7 separate regions of the Mus musculus genome follow, and regions 1, 2, 4, 5, 6 and 7 are each linked to region 3. Evidence: chromatin contacts called from public HiChIP or PLAC-seq and promoter capture Hi-C data. All regions are on one chromosome and are shown on one strand. Each heading gives the region's core, a stretch centred on a gene start, on an enhancer-like site or on the middle of the called end of the contact. The rest is flanking DNA. Distances are from core to core; before and after follow the strand shown. Region 1 overlaps Gm32611 (a long non-coding RNA gene). Region 2 holds the start of Meaf6 (MYST/Esa1-associated factor 6). Region 3 holds the start of Mrps15 (mitochondrial ribosomal protein S15). Region 4 overlaps Gm32611 (a long non-coding RNA gene). Region 5 holds the start of Snip1 (Smad nuclear interacting protein 1). Region 6 overlaps Gm32611 (a long non-coding RNA gene). Region 7 overlaps Gm32611 (a long non-coding RNA gene).

Region 1 (2,700 bases), core at 61-2,560, 830 kb after region 3:
AGAAGAGTCAGAGCAGAGTCCCTCCCACCAGTGCCCAGGATCTGCACACGCTCCAGAAAGAAGCAGAGACCAGGACTGAGAACAGGACCAGGTCTCACTGGGTAGGGGTGGGCTGGTGGCAATGCCCTGTACTTCCAACATGTGTCCTCCATTGGCATCAGCTGCCACCTCCCCAGGCTACCTGGTCAGCATCCTCAGAGCAAAGCCAGCTGCCTATGTTGTAATGAGCATCAGATGTTACAGTCAAGGACTTGGAGCCCAGCAGATCCCAAATTGAAGCATTCCTTAGAGTCAGTTAGCATCATCACCCCCACCTGAAGACTCCAGCATCCATCCACAGAAGCCCTGTTCAGGATAAGCCCCATCCGAGGACACGGTGCTCCCATGCTCCCACAGTAGACATGGGTCCGGGGAAGCGGGTAAGCAGTTAGAAGACAGGTCTCCTATTGATCTGCAAGGGCATCAGCCCCATGGTTCAGGTGCAAGACAAATCCCTGAGGAGTGGACATGGCCTCTGCTTCTGAGCCTCAACTCTAGGGTCTCCTCAGGCAGGAGAAGGAGCCTCTGAAGATTTAGACAGAGACCAGATAGAGGTTTAAGCGTACTGGCAGATGCACACCTGTGACGTCAGCTGCTTGGGAGTCTGAGACTTGAGGAGTGATACTCAGGGCCCACCTCAATGGACCCCTGCTTCTGAATTTAAAGGTTAAAGGGGCTGGGGATGCAGCTCAGTGGTAGAGGGCTCACCTAGCATATATGAGGCCCTGGGTTCACACACACACACACACACACACACACACACACAGGCCAGGGGGGGGGGGGAGAGATGACAGAAAGACATGGAGAGAAGAAGACAAAGACAGAAAGACAGAGAGGGAGGGAAGGAGAGAGGGAACGAGGGAGGGAGGATGGGATTGGCTACCACAAAAGAATCCTGGCTCTGAGAAAAAAGCAGGCAGCAGAAAGAACCAAAGCCAACAGGAGAGATGGGAGCCCAGCCTTTTCATGGTCCCCTATGGTTCCTTGAATCATCTCTATCTTGTTCAGAGGTGTTTCCATCCTGGCCCAGCAGTATTGGCTTTCTATGTCCCTTTTATGCTGCGGCATGGGCATGGGGAACTCAGTCATACCCTACTCCAGAGCACAGTGCAGCCTTCAGCTAGGGACCAAAGCTTCCATCTCCAAACATGCAGGGCCACTATGTCACCCGAATGCCTGCTGGGACTAACAGCAGAGTCCTACATTCCTCACCCCACTTGTCTTCCTCAGCCGTCCCTCCCCTCCCACTACAAATGGCATTAGGTCACACCACAGGATGTGGACACCTCAATACAGCATGCTGTGGTACATGGACCTTCAGCCCGCAGTGCCTTATTCCTGGACCATGATGAGAACCGAGTCATCAGCCTGAGCTGGGACCTACATTCTGTCAACCTGCGATTCGGGGAGCCCGTGCCCCTGTGAAACTCTGCTGTTGTGTGACTCCCTAGGGAGATGAAAAGCTAGCTTTTCACCCCAGATGGGATAACAATTAGAGACTAAAGATCTGAATCCTCCTGAGTCTAGCAGAGAGGAGCAGTGAGTCACTTAGTGCTTGTTTACTGGAGTTACTTACAGGAGTGTGGGCAACCACAGAACAGCTGCATCAGTAACTCAGCATCAGTGTGGACCAGAAGGCTGCATTGAGAGTCACTGCTTCAGTTCGCCTTTCACACTCTGTGCGCTCTGATGGCTGTGTCAAATACAGAGGCTGAGAGCCACACCCAGGGTAATTATGAAAACAGCCCAATACAAAACCCTAAGCTTACTTAAAACAATTTTAATGGCATTTCAAAAAAAATTTCTATTACACAGTTTTTAAGTATGAACTTGGTAGATCAAGTTACAAAGTCAAAAGTTTGGCCACGCCTGTTAGCACTTCCTGAGGCCCCATGCAGCTGTTACAGAGTTGCAAACAACTGGGAGTAAGCTTCGGGAAGTTGTGAGTGGCTGGAGTCTCTCCAATAAGACCAGGTGACTGTCCCTGCAGAAGGCTGGAGGGACTCATCCTATCAGGACCTTGTGAGCTCCAAAAATCCCAGACATCCTGATTTCAAGATGGCCATATCCCTCCTTGAAGACAGTCCCATGGCAGCTGGCCATAATCCATGGATAAAGCCTCCCCCAGCCCTGTGCAGAGCTGTACAGAGGATGTGTGGTCACTCAAGCACCAAGCACAGATGCCGGGAATGCTGGTTACAGGATTCCTGACCCATGCCTGGAGAGCCACAACATACAAATGTCAAATCCCAATCTAAAAGAAGAAGCCTAAGGCCTTCCACATCCCATCTCCTTCTTGGATTCCCCATGCAACCTCAGACTCAGCTGAGCCCTAACTGTGACTTCACAGCTACCTGACCATGCCTTTAACCAACTCTGCGTCCCCACCATCTGCACTTTCTGGCTCCCAGACAAACATGGGAGTCCTGATTTCTCTCTCCAGGTCCCAGGACAAGACCCGGCCCACAAATGAAATCCATAGACATTCATTTAATTGAATCGCATTGAATTATTCAAAGCTTATTGAATTCTGTCACCCCGAGTATTCCTCAGCCCTCCCAGCTTTTAGAAGCTGCACTTCCACCTTCATCAATAACAATAACACCAGTTAAGCCTATCGACTGCTTCCCTCGGGCCCCACCCCTTATAGGTTCAATGCCA
Region 2 (2,700 bases), core at 141-2,640, 960 kb after region 3:
TTTACTTAGTGAGTTCCAGGCTAACCAGGGCTACATAGTAAGACCATGTTTTAAATCAAAACAAAAATCCTGCAGCCAAATATTAGTAGAGGATAAAATGGAGAGATACTATTAGATTTTTTTTTCTTCCAGACAGGGTTTCTCTGTATAGCCCTGGCTGTCCTGGAACTTACTCTGTTGACCAGGCTGGCCTCGAACTCAGAAATCTACCTGCCTCTGCTTCCCAAGTGCTGGGATTAAAGGCGTGCACCACCAGTGCTCAGCTAATACTACTAGATTTTGACACTCACTTTTGATTGGTCAAATACCGATCCCAGCCACGGATAATATTGCCATACATCTGAGTGTCTTCCAGGTAGCTTCCTTCAAAAGCATATATCTGTCTCTCCAAGTTTGCAAGTGTTTCCTAGGTGATGAAAACAGGGACAGGGAAAAACAAGCATTAAGCAAACTGAAATTCCGTCACAGACTTGTAAAGTCAAGCTTACCCACAATGAACCATTTCTGTGGAAGTGTAGGGGTGATGGACCCCTTTATAAATAGAATGAAATGTATAGTCTATCCTCAGAAAATGCACACACATGCAAGATTTTGCATCTACTTCAGAGGCAAAACCTAGCTGTCACGAGCAGGGATGAGACAGACCGTGAGCTGTCTCCATTCTCACTCACTAAATGTGTTGCTACCAGCAGCGAGAAGGGTGAACAGCTTTTCAAAAGCATCTCTTCTACATCAACTGCTTCCTCCCTGCTAGCTCTGGAAGGGCCGCCCGCAGTGGATGCCGGTTGCTATGGAAACCTGGAAGGGCAGCTTCAGGTGAGCTTTGCCTCCCGGATGCTCGCCGTAAAAGGCGGGAGCCTACAGGGCAGTCAGCAGGGTGCCGGCGGCTCCTGGTGCGCGTCACCAATCCAAATTCCCTAGGCTGCGTCTTGGGTCTCCCGCCAGCCCCGTTCCTTGGCATCCTCAAATACACCACATTCCCCGGCCATTGAAACGCGCCGCCCATGGAATCCATCGTGCATCTTCTCCAGGCCGGGGTCTAGCCGCCTCCTTTCCAACCGCTAACCCGACCTGAGCGTCGTCCCCGCCTCCTGCCTCTCGCCCTTCCCGCGCCCTCACCGCCCCGCCCCGCCCCACTGAGCGCAGGCCGGGAACCGCGCCGCCGCAGGGAACCGCGCCGCGCCCGGCCGCCCAGAGCGCCCAGACCCTGGCTGCCCGCCGTCCTCGCCTCCGGAGCTGCCTGCGAGGCCAAGTGGGGACGGCGTCCAGGCCTCGGCCACTCACCGCCAGCTCCTGCTTCCGCTTAACCAGCTCGGCCAGCTCCCGCCGGGTGTCTGGGATCTGCGGCGGCGCCGTCTTGTTGTGCATCGCCATGTTGGGCTCAAGCGGCGGCGGAGGCGGCGGCGCGCGACCAGTAGGCGGACCCTGCGCACTGTCGCCGCTGGCCGCCAGGGGGCGCGACCCCCCACACCGCGCCTGCGCGCGCGGCTTCCGGGGAAGCTGGCCGGCTCAGCGCGCGAAAGCCGGCGCGGAGAGGCGCTTGTACGTGTGGGACCTTCCTTGCTGCTCCACTGTGGGCCTCTGAGCTTAACAGACACCCACAGACATTCACTACATCGAGAACCCAGCTGCAGCATAGGCCTGTTGAGTATTCCATATGTCTCCCGGCAGACGAGGTCCTTGCAACACCACCCAACTGCAGGTGGAAAACCTGAGCAAGGTTCCGCCCACCAACCGGGTTGCAGAGAAGATCCCCAAACCAACATCTTGCTGGGTTTAGCACAGGCAAGCAGATCTCCTGTTGTACGTGGTTTGCCGGAGGGGAAGGATTATGAAAGAATTAGCTTCTATCTTCAGATCCAGAACTGTATCCAGGCTGGTATTGAACAGAAACAGACCGTGAGTTTATCGTCCTGCCTCTGCCTTCCCACTGCTGGGATTCCATGTGTTGAGCATGCCCGCTGTTAATAGGTGCTGGGGATGGATCTCAGGACAGACGAAGCAAGCACTCTACAGGTACACCCTGAGCCCACCTCTGCATTCTCAGTGCTCAGCAACGTCACTCGTAGTTTAGGTGGCGTTCTTTGCCCCCATGGGTGGATGTCCTTGGGTTTCTATGCCCTAGATGTATATTGTTCAACAGGTATGAGAAATTCTCAATTTTCTAAAACTCCTCTTGCCTAATTTTCTCTCTCACAAACCTCTTCACTAATCTCTTGTTCCTCTCCAGTAGTACATGCCTATAATTCTAGCACCCAAGAGGCCGCGGTAAAAGAAGCAGGAAGGTCAAGGTACTACATAGTATTTGGGCCAGTAAGACTATATAAGACAGTTTCACCACCACCCCCCAAAAAAGAAAGTCAAGGCTGTAGATGAAACTCAGTTGGTAAAATATCTGCCTAAGCCCAAGCTTGCACAAATCCCTGAATTTGAGTCTAGCATCTCTTCCTTTCCTGCCAGCCTGGCCCACAGAAGAACCTCCCAGGGCCAGGCATGGTGGCACATGTCTTTATTCCCAGCACTCAGGGGACTCGAAGACAGACAGGACAGCTGTTTTGAGGGGGAAAAAATCAAGATGAGCCTCAACTACACAGAGAATTTGAGGCTAGCCTAGGCTCAAAAAAATAACAATCAGACCTTGGAAATTTTCTTTTTATGTCTATGAGTGTTTTGCCTGCATGTATGTCTCTGTACCATATG
Region 3 (2,700 bases), core at 5-2,504:
CTTCTGTGTGTGCATTCCTACTATGTCACTGGAAGTGAGGTTGAAGCCTGTAGTCCAACCCAGTCCAGCGCAACCAAGATAATCTATCCTCTCAAGCCAGACTCTGTCCTGCCACTATGCAAAGGACACTAGAAGCAATAAAGACTATGATATCACAGTTTATTGTGCACGGGGTTAAGGGTGCTTTTCATACCGCTGCCATGATTGAATCCTATTAACTGTGTTCCAATGGATCCTTTGACACTCATTTCAGCGCTGGTTCACAAAAAAAGCAAACTTGCCTCAAATAGTATGTGTTTGTTAGAGGGCCCTAAGGCATGCTAACTTAGGATGGGAAACTTCATCCTTCCTCTCAGAATAGCAGATAAAAAGTGTTACATTCCTAGAATTGTAACTCTTGCTAGTGTTGCCAGCCACACACTCATTGGGTCCAGCCAAGCTGGACTGGGTTGGACCTCGGGCTTCGACCTCACTCTCATCTGACACAGTAGGGATGCACACAACGAGGCGGAGCTTTTGGTGATCTGTATTGTCAAATGAGTGAGTGCTTTCACGCGAAAGCTCTTACTTCTACCTTCTCGTGCACCCCTAAACAATGAATGTGGGGGGGTCTTGGCCTGTCCCTTTGCGCGCCACCTCTGTTCCCTTGTCCACCCCAAGCCTTCCAGGCGGCCTCAAGTCTCAACAACCCAAGTCCTCGTACCTGGTTTCTGGACGGCGGCGTATGCTCGCGCGGCGCGCAGTAGACCTACGCAGAATAGAAAGGGCTGAGACTCTGCCATACACAGCCCCTCATGTCCCTTCTCCCACGAACTGTAGGCACCTGCACCTAACTACCGCCTCACTTCCCTATCTCCCTCCTCATCACCCCTTCCCTAGCCATCACCCTCTTTCTCATCCTGTCACTGCCTTTCTCGGGTCTCCGGGTGCCTGGTCTCCTCCATCTTCGCCCAGTCCCTTGGGACCCAGCTCGGCGGCTCACTCGGAGGCTGCAGGCCACAGCGCGCAGAGAGCAGACTGGCGCTACTTCCGCCCCTCAGCGCAGGGACTGGGGCCCGTGTCACCGCCTGGGCACGAACAGAGCTCAGCGCACGCCACGCGGCCCGCAGCATGTTGACTCCCGACTCGACGGGGGGCCCGCACCGCCACTGCCCGCTCCGCGGTGGATCCAGGTTACATGGGCGCAGCCATGACGGTTCGGGCTCGACCAATCGAGGTGAGAGCGCGACAAGAGCTGCCGAGGGCTGAGCGAATGGATCGGTTCCGGATTGTCAGGGAGCTGGGGCGGAGCCCAGGAATTTGGCCTGGTGGGCGGGCCTGTTTCTACGCTTACAGGCCCGGAGCACTGTGTGAACGCTATAATGTCACCTATTGACCTTGCATCCGGCCTAATCACTTTCTAAATTCCTTATGTTCCTGACCTGGTCCTCAGTTCTCAACCTGTTGGTCAAGACACATGGGGGGTGAAGGTTGTTGAGCGACCTATTCATAGGGGTCACACATCAGATATCTTGCATATCAGATATTTATATCACAATTCATAATAGTAGCAAAATTGCAGTTATGAACTAGCAACGGAAATAATTTTATTAGAGGTCTTCACAACATGAAGAACTGTATTAAAGTATCTCTGCATTAGGAAGGTTGAGAACCATTGCCTGGGGCTGGAGAAATGGCTCAGCGGTTAAGAGCACTGACTGCTCTTCCTAAGGTCCTGAGTTCAAATCCCAGCAACCACATGGTGGCTCATAACCACCTGTAATGGGATCTGATGCCCTGTTCTGGAGTGTCTGAAGACAGCTACAGTGTACTTACATATAACAATAAATAAATCTAAAAAAAAAAAAAGACTCACAACCATCTGTTCAGCTACAGTGTACTCATATACATAAAATAAAATAAATCTTTAATTAAAAAAAAAAAAGAGAACCATTGTCTTAGGTCCTAGTTATTTTAGGGCTTCTGTGGGACTCTCCTTACCTTCTCCAGAGGCTAATATTCTTTCTTGGCCCTCCTCCAGACACCGGGGCCCTGTAAGAACCCTCAGGTTCTAGCCTTCTTTCGTTGGCTTGTATCTCAGTGACTAAGGATAGAGTTTTTGGTAGGGTACTGAGCCATTACTATGAGACCCTGTGGGCAAAGTCTACCTTTATGGGCTGCAGTGTTCTCAAAACATCAAATGAGATTGGTAGCAATGTCTTTTACATTGTTCAGCCTATAGACCGAAGCAGCTGTATACAAAACACATGTTTAAATAGTCAGTATTCGGTACTCAGCTGTGGTAAAACTGAAATGAGGGATGCAAGGGCAAATATAAAGGAAAAGTAGTGGGGAGGGTAAAGAGAGGGGCAAGGAAAGAACACACCATCCCAAGCCTGAGATCAGGGCCGGGGAAAGTAGACCCAAGACAGGCAAGGCTTTTGTGGAAAGGTCTCCATTAGCACAGGGAATAATCCTGACAAATGTGGTTACATGAAACTCAAATGACATTAGGCAACTGAAGATGTGGTTTGGTTAGCAGAGTCCCTGCCTAGAATGCACAGTCCTGGGTTGGATTCCCAGTGGTACGTAAAAACTGGGTGTAGTGGCATATGCCTGTGACCCCAGGACTTTGGAATGGAAGGCAAGAGGATTAAAAGTTGTTCGAGGTCATCCTTGGTTGCATAGCTGGTTTGAGCCCAGACTGGGCTACATAAGACC
Region 4 (2,700 bases), core at 101-2,600, 880 kb after region 3:
CTTCTCCCTAAGACAGATGCCAAGGGACGCCTGCTCCCAGGATGTATGGGGACCACAGTTCCACAATGGAACAGGTGGAACCTGTAGAGCCTGGCCGCTAGGATCCAGAGGCATCAAGAGGGTGATGGTCAGATTCCGACCTCAACTATGGCTTTACTGACTGACTTCTTCCCACTACACACACACCCACTGTGCCGGGGTTCAGAGAGCTGACAAAGCAACCTGTGTGTGAGGCCCTGCAGTCCATCCCAGTATCACACATGGGCACATGTGCGTGTGTGTGCACACACATACCACACACACACACACCAAACATGTAAGAAGCTGTGCTCATATGCCCACAGTTCAACATGCACACTACAGGACACCTGCATTCTAAGTCCCAAAGATCCCTTATCAGCATACTAAGCAAGGTTGGGAACCACACAGGCCCTGTCAGAGGGCAAAGTAGCAGTGCCCTCTGCATGGGGTTTCCATCTCTCCTAGGACCTGGAGACCATAAAGATCCTCCTTAAACTGGACATATGGGTACATGCCTGTTACCCCTAAGTAAAGACAACCCCAAGGCCAGCCTGAGTGACAGAGTGAAACCCTGGGGACAGGAAAGCTTTTTTTAAAAAGAGAACTCATCTCTTTTCTTGCAATGTTATTCCTCCTGCCATGACACCCAACCTAATGTCAAGGGTGAACCTCAAAGCTGCGTCGCTTGCAGGCACCCTTTCCTGTCTGTCAAGAGAGACTCCGGCCAGCAGCCTCAGCATCACACAGAGAACATGTTCCCCTCCCCCACTGTTGACCTTCATCAGTGTGAGTGAGCCCTGAGAATCTACCCAGGTAGGTCATAAAGCAGTTGAGTCAAGCGCTCCCGGGAGCTCCCCTGTGACACCTGAAGGAACTACAGTGTGGTGGGTACACATGCACTAGCTAGTCATTGCCTCAGAGGAGGCTGGAAGTAAGTAGAAGGCTGGCCCGGCTAGATGACAAGGGCCAACAGCCAGAGGCACAGGAAAGAGGCAGCCTAGCCTTGGGGTCAAAAGAAGCGATGTCCCTTGACATGGAAGGCAGTTGGCCTCAAGTGCTGAGCTGATCTTCGCAGTACACCTGGACAGAGATCACAAGACAGGCCTGTCACAGGCCAGGAGACTCCCGATGAAGCTCTCTTAGGAGCCACCAACCAACCTTCCTTCTTACTTCCAGGACAAGCTCACAGGCAGAGCCCTGCTAGCCTCTCCTCTCATCCCCCGGGGACAGTATAGTTAAAACAGCATCAGGACCGAGCCCAGCTCACCCCATCCACGCAGCCTGAGACTGGCTGGAGCCTTGGAGAGGGCTACCCTTGAATGCAAAAACTTGATTGTAATGCTGAAGCCTTGAGCCAGCCTTAGGAGTGCCCTACCCAGCAGGCTGCCCGCATGCGCACAGTGGGATGTACCTGATTCACCACGTGACAGAAAACAATGGAGCACCTGACTCACCTACACTGACATTCCCATTAGCCCAGCACACACATGAATGCACCTCCCCCCCTCCAAAAGAAGCGTTTCTCACCCAAATTCATCTAAAACCACCCAACACCCAGGTGCCACATGTTCAGTCCAGCACATGCCCCCACGCCAAGCCACATTTCCTGCACCACCATACAACACAACAAACATCAGATAATGCGTTACACAGACTCAGTGCACCCTCACCCTCACCCCTATAAAGCGGCCTGCCTCAAAGCTTATGGACAGGTGAGCTCAGACCCTCCCCCATGTGGCCTGGTGCTGAGGTCCCATCCCAAGCCACATGTCCAGGGTGTGGGGTCTGCACGTGCCTCACAGAAAGGCACATTGGCTTCTCTCACAGAAAGAACCAACATCCTCAACCCAGACCATGCCCAACAGGGTCCTGTCTGTGGACATGCTGTCTGTGGACATGCTGTCTGTGGACATGGCTGTGTAAGCTACCTCCATTCTAAATGAAGGTCAAAGCTGTGTTAGTTATGTTTCTCCTTGCTAGACTAACACACCTCACCAGCAGCAACTTACAGGACGCAGGGGTTATCCTTGCATACTGTAAGGGGTCATGTCCCATTATGGTGGCTAGGCCATGAAGTGGCTGGTCACATGATATTCAAAATCATGATGCAAAGAGATTTGTGCGGCCCAGATTGCCTTCTCTGTAACTATGTGACCGTGTGATGGCTGGACCATGTGCATATGGTCTCATGGGCCAGAAAAAAAAAAAAATGGTAGTGGGCTCCCCGAAGCTAGGAGTACAGGCTGTTATGGGCTGTTCCGTGTGGGTGCTAGAAAAGAAACCCAGGTTGTCTACAAGAACAGTGTGCTTTCTTAACCAATGGGCCATGTCTCCAGCCCAACTACACACACACACACACACATTCAGGGAGGACCTTCCCTGCTCAGTGAACACCCTTCCAGACACACCCAAAAGTGTGTCTCCTATGTGATTCCACTTCCCACCACGGTGACAATAAAGATGGCTCACTCTTCATCGGGTCTGAACTCTCGTCTCAAAGAGAATCAAATAAAACAACCAACCAGTAAGCACACACACCATTTTCACCAACAGAACTGGTCTGTCCAGGAGTTCTCTGTCCCCATCCAGCGTTAGGACCTCCCATATCCTTTTCAACATGGTGGGCCTGACCTGCTGGGTGGGTATCCAGTGCCCAGTGCCAGCTGCATCCGCTATGAG
Region 5 (2,700 bases), core at 8-2,507, 980 kb after region 3:
CAATGGCCTGCTAAGCCTTCTCACCTAGACAACCTTATTCTCCAACCCCAACGCCTCAGAAACCTTTCTTCTCCGGATGCGCCATCCTACTATCTGGCACTACTATCCAGGAAGCCAATCTAGCCTGGTTTTTTCCCTAACACAACTCCCTTCTCCAACAACCAAAACCAATCCCTTGGCAGGTCTCAGGGCCCTGCCCTGTCCTCCATCCCACATCCTTCCTACCAGCCTACAATGCTGCTCCATCTCTCAATTCCAGATATGCTGGCTGTTTTGTTTTTGTTTTTGTTGCTGCTGTTGTTCAACTTCTAAAACAAACAGAATTCCAGCTCAGGTTCTATGTATATATTTTTCTGTCATAATCGTGCACGCGCCGTGTTTGTGTGTATACACTCAGAAACCTCCTGTCTCAGCATCCCCTCTGCTGGGTTACAAGCATGCCCGACCACAGTGGGTTGGTCCTTCCTGGAGTCTTTGCTAAAAGACTCTTGACTCAAGAGAATGGATCAATCCTACCAGCCAGGTCTCCGTTAAGGAGCACCTCTGTACAAGCCCTCTCTTTTTTCTACCCAGCCTCTCGCTACCACACTGCCGTTTTGATCTGTCTTTAATACTGACTGAAATTATCTATTTGTTGTTTTCCTTCTTCGAGTTAGAGCCTGCCCAACTTCGCCAAGGAAAAAGCATCTCTCTTCTTTGCCTTGTGACCCAGTACCTCCAATTGATCTTTAACCCACACTACGCACTCAATAAATCGATGCCACATGGAGGCATTGGCGAATGAGTGCTGCGAAGAAGTCGCCAAGACCCAACGTGTCTTTGTAGGCAGACGAGGGGAGAAGCCACTCGCACCATCCACTCGCGGGCAGGCGGGGGAAATCTCATTTCAACTCAACAGGTGCTCTGCACTCCAGAGCCGCTCGCACCACCGGCCCCCGCGCCATCCCGTCCTCCGCCCAATCACCGGCTCGCTTACCGGGCTCGGCTCCCGCGGTGACCCGAGTGGCCAGGCTCGGCGGCGGGCGGGGACAGGCTAGCGGCTGGAGCGTCGGGCCGGCGGTGCGCGACGGGTTCGGGGCTCAGACGCTCCTGTTTCACCACCACGGTCGTCAGAGCGTCGCCTGACCGGTGTCGCCGCCGGCCGCTCCGCTCCCGCTCGCTTTTCCCCGCCTTCATCCTGCGGCCCGACCGAGAGTCACTTGCACGGTCCGTTGAGCCACTTGAGCCGTAGGAAGTGACGGACAGCTTTGCACTTCCGCTTCCGGGCAGCGCGCTATCCCAGAAGCCTTCACGGTGTCGGCCCCCCTGATGGGCGGGGCCCCAGGTGTTTGAGTCTCAGACGCTGGGGACGCCGGCGCGAGTGGCCACGGGGTCCCCGCTGCTGGGAGGTGTGGCTGGAGTACTGAAAAGGCAGGGCCAACCCCCCGGGAGGCTGAAGCAGGAGGATCGCAGTAATTTCGAGGCCAACCTGGGCAATTTAGTGAAACTGTCTCAAAATCTGAAAAAGTTGTAGCTCGGATAGATCGCAAAGCTCTGAATTCATCCTCAGCACCGCCAAATAGAAATCAAGAGTTAAAAGGGGAGGGAAGGCTGAGATTGTAGCTTAGTTACCGAGCGAGCGTTTGCCTCGCGAGTACGAAGCCCTGGATTAGTCCCCAGAACCTCAAAAAAATATATATGACAATCTCCCCCCCCCCCCGTCATAGTCAGGTTTTCAGTGTACCCTGGCTGTTCTAGAAGTCACTCTATAACCAGGCTGACCTTGAACTCTGCCTCCCTCTGACTCCCAAATGCTGTCATTAAGGTGTGTGGTACCATCGCCCAGCTTTTTTTTTTTTTTTTTTTTTTTTTTTTTGAAAAAAGAAAAAAACCTGTGGGAAAGCTAACCCAGCTCTGTTCCTTGCGCGTTATTAGTAGTTACGAAACACAGACACTCAACAATGTGAAACTCTTTTTTGTTTCTTGAAATAGTGTCTCTATATAGCCTTGGCTGTCCTGGAATCCACAAAGATCTGCCAGCCTCTGGCTTCCAAATGCCAATCGTCGCCAAATACTCTATAGAGTCACTAGATGACTTCCGTTTTAATCAAAGGTGGTCTGTCCATTTCATCATAAACCGAAACAGACCTAACGCTAGGGGTCCAGTCTTCTTTACTAAGAAACTTAGTGCTTGCGGAGAAAGCACAGTAGAACAAAACTTGCACGCGGCCGGCACCGCCTTCCTCAGAGGCCCCGCCCCATCCATGGGGCAAGGAGAGGAGGGGTTTCCATGGTGATCGCAAACAAGACTCCACAGGGGCCGCTACGGAGTTGTTACCCCTACTGCCACCATGATACCCCCAGCAGACTCTCTGCTCAAATATGACACCCCGGTGTTGGTGAGCCGGAATACAGAGAAACGGAGCCCCACGGTATGAACAGGCGTCTCAGGGGACGCGAGATCCTACAAACTCCCATGGGGAAAAGACATCCCAGCTTTGAGGATCTCTGGAATTTCAGGGGACAGATTGCTGGGGCTGACAGCCAAGGGAATTGGGACAGGGATGGAGGTTGGGAGAAGAGAACAAGAAGCCTAGCTATGACCTTAGAGGACAAATTTAAGATGAGAAAAGTCACATGGAAAAGATGGGGTTTGTGGTAGTCAAGTCCAAGAAGAGGTCTGGTAGTGACTTACCTTCGTCTAGAGAGTCAGAACAGAGG
Region 6 (2,700 bases), core at 46-2,545, 770 kb after region 3:
TGACAGCTGGCAGGGAGGGTTGGCCCCTAAACAGAGAGGCCTATTTGGGTAATTTTCTTCCTTCCACTCCGTCCCTCCCCGTCCTCTAATCAGAGGAGCAGCCAAAGGAAACTTCGAAATTCCAAGTCAGATCACTCAAAATGGTAATTGCTCAAATGGTTCCCACACTCAGAAATGGTCAAGTGCTTTCCTATTGTTTTCAGAAGGAAACCGAAGTGTTCCACACGGCTCTGCCGACCTGGGTGACCCACTCTGACCACCAACTCTACTATGCCTTTGCATCCGCTGCCTCCTGGCAGCTCTGCAGTGCTCCCCCTGGCCCCCAGGTACCAACCACCAAACAGTGGCTGTTCCTACCCTGCCTCTTGGTTTGAAGTTGGACCTGCTGGATGAGCCCTCTATCCCTGAGCTACATCCCCGGGCGCTTGTAAGCAGTGTTCCTTTCCTTTCCATTCTAGGACATCTTGAGATGATCCAGGCAGCTTTCATGGGCTCATCCTCCTGCCTCAGCCTCTAGGCTAGCACGACAGCTTGCACCTGGCTCTTGAATGAAGTACTACTGGTCTCCGCCTCAGACATAGATCTGTATGTTTTTGCTGCTCTGAACCTCAGCAGCCAGGGGCAAGATCTAGTTTATTTGACGTTTGTTCACAAAGCCTTCGGTCCACAGTATTTGTCTGTAAGTATTTGCTGGGAAAAGAGAAGGAGGAAGAAGAAAGAAAAGAAGAGAAGGGAGGAGGGAGGAAAAGAAGTGGGGATGGAGGGAAGTCCAGTAAGATCCTGGTGATGGGAGCTTCTGGGAAACTGGTTTGAATTAAAATAAAATTTAGTGAGAGCTCTCAGTGAGACAGAAGGAAGCACTTTCTCACCAGGGGGTAAACAACAGGAGCCAGATGGGGCTAAGGGTGGTTTACAGCTAAGAAGTGGGTACTCAGGTTGAAGGACAGGGTCAAGGGGGGGTCCAATAAAGAAGAGAAGGCCACCTGCATTTGTTAGCAATGAAGAGCCTCCCCCTCCCCCACCCCGCCTGGTCTGTGTTCTTCCCTTTCCCCTTCTGCGGGGAGCAAGCGGCCCAGGTGGGAGTCTGGTCTCTGTGACAGGAGAGAGAGGAGGGGAGCTGGGTCTTCGCTCTTAGCCTCCCCACAAAGTTACTGAAGGCAGCTCGAGTCGTGAATCATCCCTCTTTACAATCAAGCAGTTATTTAAAATGGAAAAAGGAGAAGAGACCCAGAAAGAGCCTGAGCAGAGTTGCTCGCAGCCGCAGCTCGCAGCAATCAGCCCCAAGATGCGCCTCTGCTCACGCGAGCTGCTTTCCTGATTGAGGGAGCTAATTGCCGGCTGACACAGCTTCCAGGGAAAGCTCCTGGAGACAAGAAATGCCAAGTGCTACATCAACAACCAAACACTCCCGTGAGCACTGCACTCTGATGGCTCAGGACCTGCGCGGCAACAGCGACCTCAGCTCCACCTAGCAACAGGCAGCTCTTGTTCTCAAGGGACCAGTCCCTCCTCCAGAGAAGCCAAAGGAACCAAACAGAACCCTAGGAGAGAGCTTTAAGTAATGAAGGCAGAAATGGGCAGTAAATGGAGACAGGAAGGCTCTACCTCGCCTGTAGTCAAAGAAATGCCAGGCTCAACAACTGCAGGCTGTGTTGATGAACAAGGCTGGAAAATGCGTGCTCACAGGGATGCCCCGCACATCCCTGTTTATTGCTACACTACCCCAGTTGCTGAATCATAAAAGCTACCCCAGACGCCCATCTATGAATGAATGGACGGAGGAAATATGCCACCTATTCACAATGAAGTCCTATTCATCCAGAAAGAAGAAATCACCTTCTGTAGGAAAATAGATGGAACTAGAGATCGTGTTAAGTGAGACAAGCCAGATTTAGAAAGACATGATCCCTCTAATAAGTGGAATCTAGACCGGGGGAGGGGCGATGCAGGAAGAGTAAAGAGGCAGCAGGAGGGGGAAGGGGAGCCAGAGGGGGGATGGGGCTGAATATGAGAAAAGGATGTAAGAGTATAACATTTGTGGAAATACTGTAATGAAACCCACTGCTCCATAGGCTGATATTTAAAATTAGAAATAAGCCGGGCGTGGTGGCGCACGTCTTTAATCCCAGCACTCGGGAGGCAGAGGCAGGTGGATTTCCGAGTTCGAAGCCAGCCTGGTCTACAAAGTGAGTTCCAGGACAGCTAAGGCTATACAAAGAAACCCTGTCTCAAAAAACCAAAATAAATAAATAAAATTAGAAATAATTTGAATTGGTGTGATGGCTCGGCATATAAAGCCAGTGTTTGCTGCCAAGGGGACAACCTGAGTTCAATCCCCATGTCCCGCATGGAGGAAGAAGTAAATCCACCTTCACATATGTGCTGTGTCACACCCATGCCCCCACCATTCATATGCACATATATGCATATGAGATATATGTGTGTATGTGTGTGTATATATATATATATATATGTATGTGTGTATATATAAATGGCCTTGGGCTGACTTCTTTGCCAGTGGGCATTTATCATTGATACCCAGATGATGTCCCAGAGTAGTCAGCTTTGGGCAGCTGTTGTCAGATGCACCCATAGCCTGGCCTGCTCTGGGGTGCAGCTGTGTTCCAACTGCCCACCTTCTGTTTCTCGGTGACCCTCCATTGGCTTCCACATACCCTCCCCACCCTTGACCCTCTAGAC
Region 7 (2,700 bases), core at 115-2,614, 850 kb after region 3:
GGATCACCAGTCTGCATCCTTCCCAGGGCACATAGAGAGAGCACTCTTCAAAAGTGAAGGAAAAAAGACATGTGTGCAGTGTCCTGTGTAATTCTCAGAGCAGTCTGTTTGCACTAGGACAGTTAGGATCCTCTCGCTCCAGGTGGGAAAAACCCAACCGAGGGACAAAGACGTCGGCTCCAAGTTCAAACTGACACTAAATGGCGGGGTTTTATCCCAGACAACTTGGGAGAAGGGGAGGGCATTCAAGGAGAGGCTGAGGTTGGTCCAGAGGGAAGCTCTGAGTCAGAAGCAAACAGGGGAAACTGAGTCACTAGTCATTCTATCATAGACTAGAAAGGACTGGAGTAGCAATCATTTCTATCTGCCTGTCCAACATTCTGCAGTGTTGAGTGGACCAGAGAGGCAGAAGCTGGCACTGTGGATAAGCCACAGCCTGGCCCGCCAGGGGCAGAGACCAGGGCAGGGACAGGGACAGGGACAGGACAGACCAGCAAGAAGCTGAGGCTGTCCCTCCTGCTGATGAGCCAGGGCCCCTGAGCTGGGAGGCTGGGAAATGATTTATCCGCCTCCTCTTTCCACACAATTGGCTTTCCTTTGCCAGCTCCCTGTTGGGGTGAGAATGCTGGAAAAGCCTGGAAGGGGCGGTGAGCCGTCATAAAAGATTTCTAAAAATCAGAGGCCACCTCCCTGGTCTGGAGATGAATAGCTGTGGTACCCCACCGCTCCCCTGTCCCTTCTGCTCAATCCTAGGTCACCCTGGCTCACCAAAGGGCCCTGCCTTCCTGGCAAGGGTCCAGGGCTTCCTAGCCATTACCTGTTCCTGCTCCGACTCCGACTCCTACCCAAGAGAGGTGGCACCGTAGTGGAGACAACTGGGTAATTCTAGCTGTCACTGCCCTAATTACACCCCACGGTCCTCCCGCCAGCACTATACACCCCGTGCTGCCTGCATAATGGGCCTTTTAAAAAAAAAAGAAAAAAAAGACACTCTCTCCTTTCACAGCTGCCTTTTGAAGGGGGAACAATCTTACACAATGTCTCTTAATGACGGCACTGCCTGGCTCTCCTGCAATTCCCGAACAACACCACCCCCCAGTCCCCAGCCCCTTCCCCTCTTCTCTCTTCTCTCTTCTCTCTCTCTCTCTCTCTCTCTCTCTCTCTCTCTCTCTCCTTGATAATCATCATAATTGTCATAATCGCCCTGGCGTTAAGAGAAGGTGCCTGGGACATTTCCATCAATTATGAAGTGACCTAATGAAAGGTCAAGTTGATCTGTGTGAGCAGGAGACTGAGGGAGGAGAAGGAGGCAGACGCACCATCACACATGAGTGAGCAGGAGAATGAGCATGCGCACACCACACACACAAGCACACCCACGTGCGCGCGCGCACACACACACACACACATGCACAGGCACACACGCACGGGCACACACACATGGGTGCCTATGCTACACCTGTGCACACACCAGACTCCAAAGGCTGGCAAGAAGAGAGTCATAGACAAAGGCAGTTTCCTCTCAGTGCTTCCGCACAAAGAGCCAGGTCAGGCCCATGAAGAGCTGCTTCACCACACCCTCAGCCCTGTGAGAGACAGGAAGAATATTTCCCGAACAAAGTCAGCACAGTGAGGCTCAGAGCAAGGATCAAGGTGACAGCTAACCAACGTCATTCCTCTGAATCCAAGTAGCTTGTCCAGTCCTTTCCGGCTCCCTGTTTAACCTCTCAAAGCCTCACTATATTCACCTGGAAAATGGGCTACCCCCATAAGAACTGACTACTATAACTTTGTGGTCTGAGTGTTCTCTCTTCTAGTTAATCTCCGTTCCAGGGTATTTGTGTATTACCGAGACAACCCTTACAGCAAACTAAGACACATTTTATACACATACATATTCAGGGATGTATATATTTGCAAGCAGTATGTATATATGTATATATTTATGTATATATGTAATCAAGTTGGTTTGGGTTTTGGTTTTGGTTTTGGTTTTCGAGACAAGGTCTCGCTCCCAGGCTGGTCTTAAAACTGTAGGACAACCTTGAACTCCTGACCCAATCACCTCCACCTCCCAAGTGCTGGGATTACAGACATGCGCCCCATCCAGTCTGCTCCATGCTGAAGATGTCACGTCGGGCTTTGTGCATGCTAGGCAGGCACTCTGCAAGTTGAGCTACATCCCCTGCCCTGTAGTGGATACACAGTCTCCCTCCACGTAGCTAGTAAGGCTCTCAGGTCAGGTTCATTCATGTGTGCAGCACGTGAGGTTTAAGAATATAAACTCCAGAGCTCCACTTAGGCGAGCAGGTCCAGAAGTGGGTGTCCACCAACTGTTTGACCTTGTGCAAACCACTCAGTCTCTTTGTGTCTCATTCTTTTTGGACACCTATAAAATAAGAAGTAGAATAGTACCCACCTTAAAACTTGTTGTTAGAATTAATTCTTCAGGGACTGGAGAGGTGGCTCAGTGTGGCTCAGTTAAGAGTGTGTTACTCTGGCGGAGGACCCAGGTTCAGTTCCCAGCACCATGTCAGGTAGTTCACAGCTACCTGCAACTCCAGCTCTAGGGGATACATTGCTTCTGGCCTCTATAGGTAAACACACACACACACACACACACACACACACACACACACACAAATAAATCTTTAAATAACTCTTAGTTGATGCTGTTGTGGGTTTTGGTGGTGGTGGTTG

Evidence for each region. HiChIP or PLAC-seq counts read pairs in DNA pulled down with a chosen protein or histone mark. Capture Hi-C pulls out chosen DNA fragments and counts their contacts.
Region 1: an H3K27ac HiChIP or PLAC-seq map of embryonic stem cells shows a contact between it and region 3, with 5 times the contacts expected there. The contact joins the enhancer-like site here to the promoter of Mrps15 in region 3. A contact is called at or near these places in 6 of 39 promoter capture datasets (cranial neural crest, embryonic stem cells, liver and 1 more), 8 of 115 datasets of contacts at active chromatin or transcription factors (astrocytes, embryonic stem cells, forebrain and 3 more) and 2 of 9 other capture datasets (embryonic stem cells and pancreatic islet).
Region 2: a contact with region 3 is called in a promoter capture Hi-C map of pancreatic islet. The contact joins the promoter of Meaf6 here to the promoter of Mrps15 in region 3. A contact is called at or near these places in 14 of 39 promoter capture datasets (the 3T3-L1 cell line, the C10 cell line, the HPC-7 cell line and 9 more), 1 of 15 datasets of contacts at CTCF or cohesin (the NIH/3T3 cell line), 2 of 484 Hi-C or Micro-C datasets (B cells and cortical neurons), 13 of 115 datasets of contacts at active chromatin or transcription factors (the SCID.adh cell line, SST interneurons, astrocytes and 10 more) and 1 of 9 other capture datasets (pancreatic islet).
Region 4: a contact with region 3 is called in an H3K27ac HiChIP or PLAC-seq map of embryonic stem cells, with 6 times the contacts expected there. The contact joins the enhancer-like site here to the promoter of Mrps15 in region 3. A contact is called at or near these places in 19 of 39 promoter capture datasets (the 3T3-L1 cell line, 3T3-L1-derived adipocytes, the HPC-7 cell line and 9 more), 1 of 15 datasets of contacts at CTCF or cohesin (embryonic stem cells), 1 of 484 Hi-C or Micro-C datasets (cortical neurons), 10 of 115 datasets of contacts at active chromatin or transcription factors (embryonic basal ganglia, embryonic forebrain, embryonic hindbrain and 5 more) and 1 of 9 other capture datasets (pancreatic islet).
Region 5: an H3K4me3 HiChIP or PLAC-seq map of embryonic stem cells shows a contact between it and region 3, with 9 read pairs. The contact joins the promoter of Snip1 here to the promoter of Mrps15 in region 3. A contact is called at or near these places in 6 of 39 promoter capture datasets (the 3T3-L1 cell line, embryonic stem cells, neural stem cells and 1 more), 1 of 15 datasets of contacts at CTCF or cohesin (the NIH/3T3 cell line), 1 of 484 Hi-C or Micro-C datasets (LSK cells) and 10 of 115 datasets of contacts at active chromatin or transcription factors (bone marrow-derived macrophages, embryonic basal ganglia, embryonic forebrain and 7 more).
Region 6: a contact with region 3 is called in an H3K4me3 HiChIP or PLAC-seq map of forebrain, with 4 times the contacts expected there. The contact joins the enhancer-like site here to the promoter of Mrps15 in region 3. A contact is called at or near these places in 3 of 39 promoter capture datasets (embryonic stem cells and hippocampal neurons) and 7 of 115 datasets of contacts at active chromatin or transcription factors (astrocytes, bone marrow-derived macrophages, forebrain and 4 more).
Region 7: a contact with region 3 is called in an H3K4me3 HiChIP or PLAC-seq map of embryonic forebrain, with 4 times the contacts expected there. The contact joins the enhancer-like site here to the promoter of Mrps15 in region 3. A contact is called at or near these places in 3 of 39 promoter capture datasets (the 3T3-L1 cell line, cranial neural crest and embryonic stem cells) and 9 of 115 datasets of contacts at active chromatin or transcription factors (astrocytes, embryonic forebrain, embryonic stem cells and 4 more).

What each region holds. Positions count from the first base shown.
Region 1 is chr4:125,210,966-125,213,665 of GRCm38.p6, reverse strand. The region is part of intron 4 of Gm32611 (a long non-coding RNA gene); the gene reads right to left. Among named protein-coding and RNA genes, the nearest start is that of Gm40244, 6.1 kb to the left of the region's middle. Within about 2 kb of position 1,310, at least 17 of the 459 cell types and tissues checked have an H3K27ac peak or open chromatin away from gene starts, as enhancers often do.
Region 2 is chr4:125,083,851-125,086,550 of GRCm38.p6, reverse strand. Meaf6 (MYST/Esa1-associated factor 6) reads right to left here and starts at 1,390. Exons shown (of 8, transcript NM_001374123.1): 1 at 1,285-1,390; 2 at 291-406. The coding sequence starts at 1,374.
Region 3 is chr4:126,045,482-126,048,181 of GRCm38.p6, reverse strand. It overlaps Mrps15 (mitochondrial ribosomal protein S15), which reads right to left and starts at 1,254. Exons shown (of 8, transcript NM_025544.2): 1 at 983-1,254; 2 at 704-748. The coding sequence starts at 1,112.
Region 4 is chr4:125,161,606-125,164,305 of GRCm38.p6, reverse strand. All of the region lies in intron 2 of Gm32611 (a long non-coding RNA gene), which reads right to left. The region is part of intron 2 of Gm40245 (a long non-coding RNA gene); the gene reads right to left. Among named protein-coding and RNA genes, the nearest start is that of Gm40245, 13 kb to the right of the region's middle. Within about 2 kb of position 1,350, at least 7 of the 459 cell types and tissues checked have an H3K27ac peak or open chromatin away from gene starts, as enhancers often do. A contact at or near this core is called in embryonic stem cells, where this site is marked.
Region 5 is chr4:125,065,229-125,067,928 of GRCm38.p6, reverse strand. Snip1 (Smad nuclear interacting protein 1) reads right to left here and starts at 1,257. Exons shown (of 4, transcript NM_175246.5): 1 at 977-1,257. The coding sequence starts at 1,176. Dnali1 (dynein, axonemal, light intermediate polypeptide 1) reads left to right here and starts at 2,272. Exons shown (of 6, transcript NM_175223.4): 1 at 2,272-2,411. The coding sequence starts at 2,331.
Region 6 is chr4:125,274,101-125,276,800 of GRCm38.p6, reverse strand. All of the region lies in intron 4 of Gm32611 (a long non-coding RNA gene), which reads right to left. Among named protein-coding and RNA genes, the nearest start is that of Gm46869, 15 kb to the left of the region's middle. Within about 2 kb of position 1,295, at least 20 of the 459 cell types and tissues checked have an H3K27ac peak or open chromatin away from gene starts, as enhancers often do. A contact at or near this core is called in forebrain, where this site is marked.
Region 7 is chr4:125,193,160-125,195,859 of GRCm38.p6, reverse strand. The region is part of intron 2 of Gm32611 (a long non-coding RNA gene); the gene reads right to left. Among named protein-coding and RNA genes, the nearest start is that of Gm40244, 24 kb to the left of the region's middle. Within about 2 kb of position 1,364, at least 21 of the 459 cell types and tissues checked have an H3K27ac peak or open chromatin away from gene starts, as enhancers often do. A contact at or near this core is called in embryonic forebrain and forebrain, where this site is marked.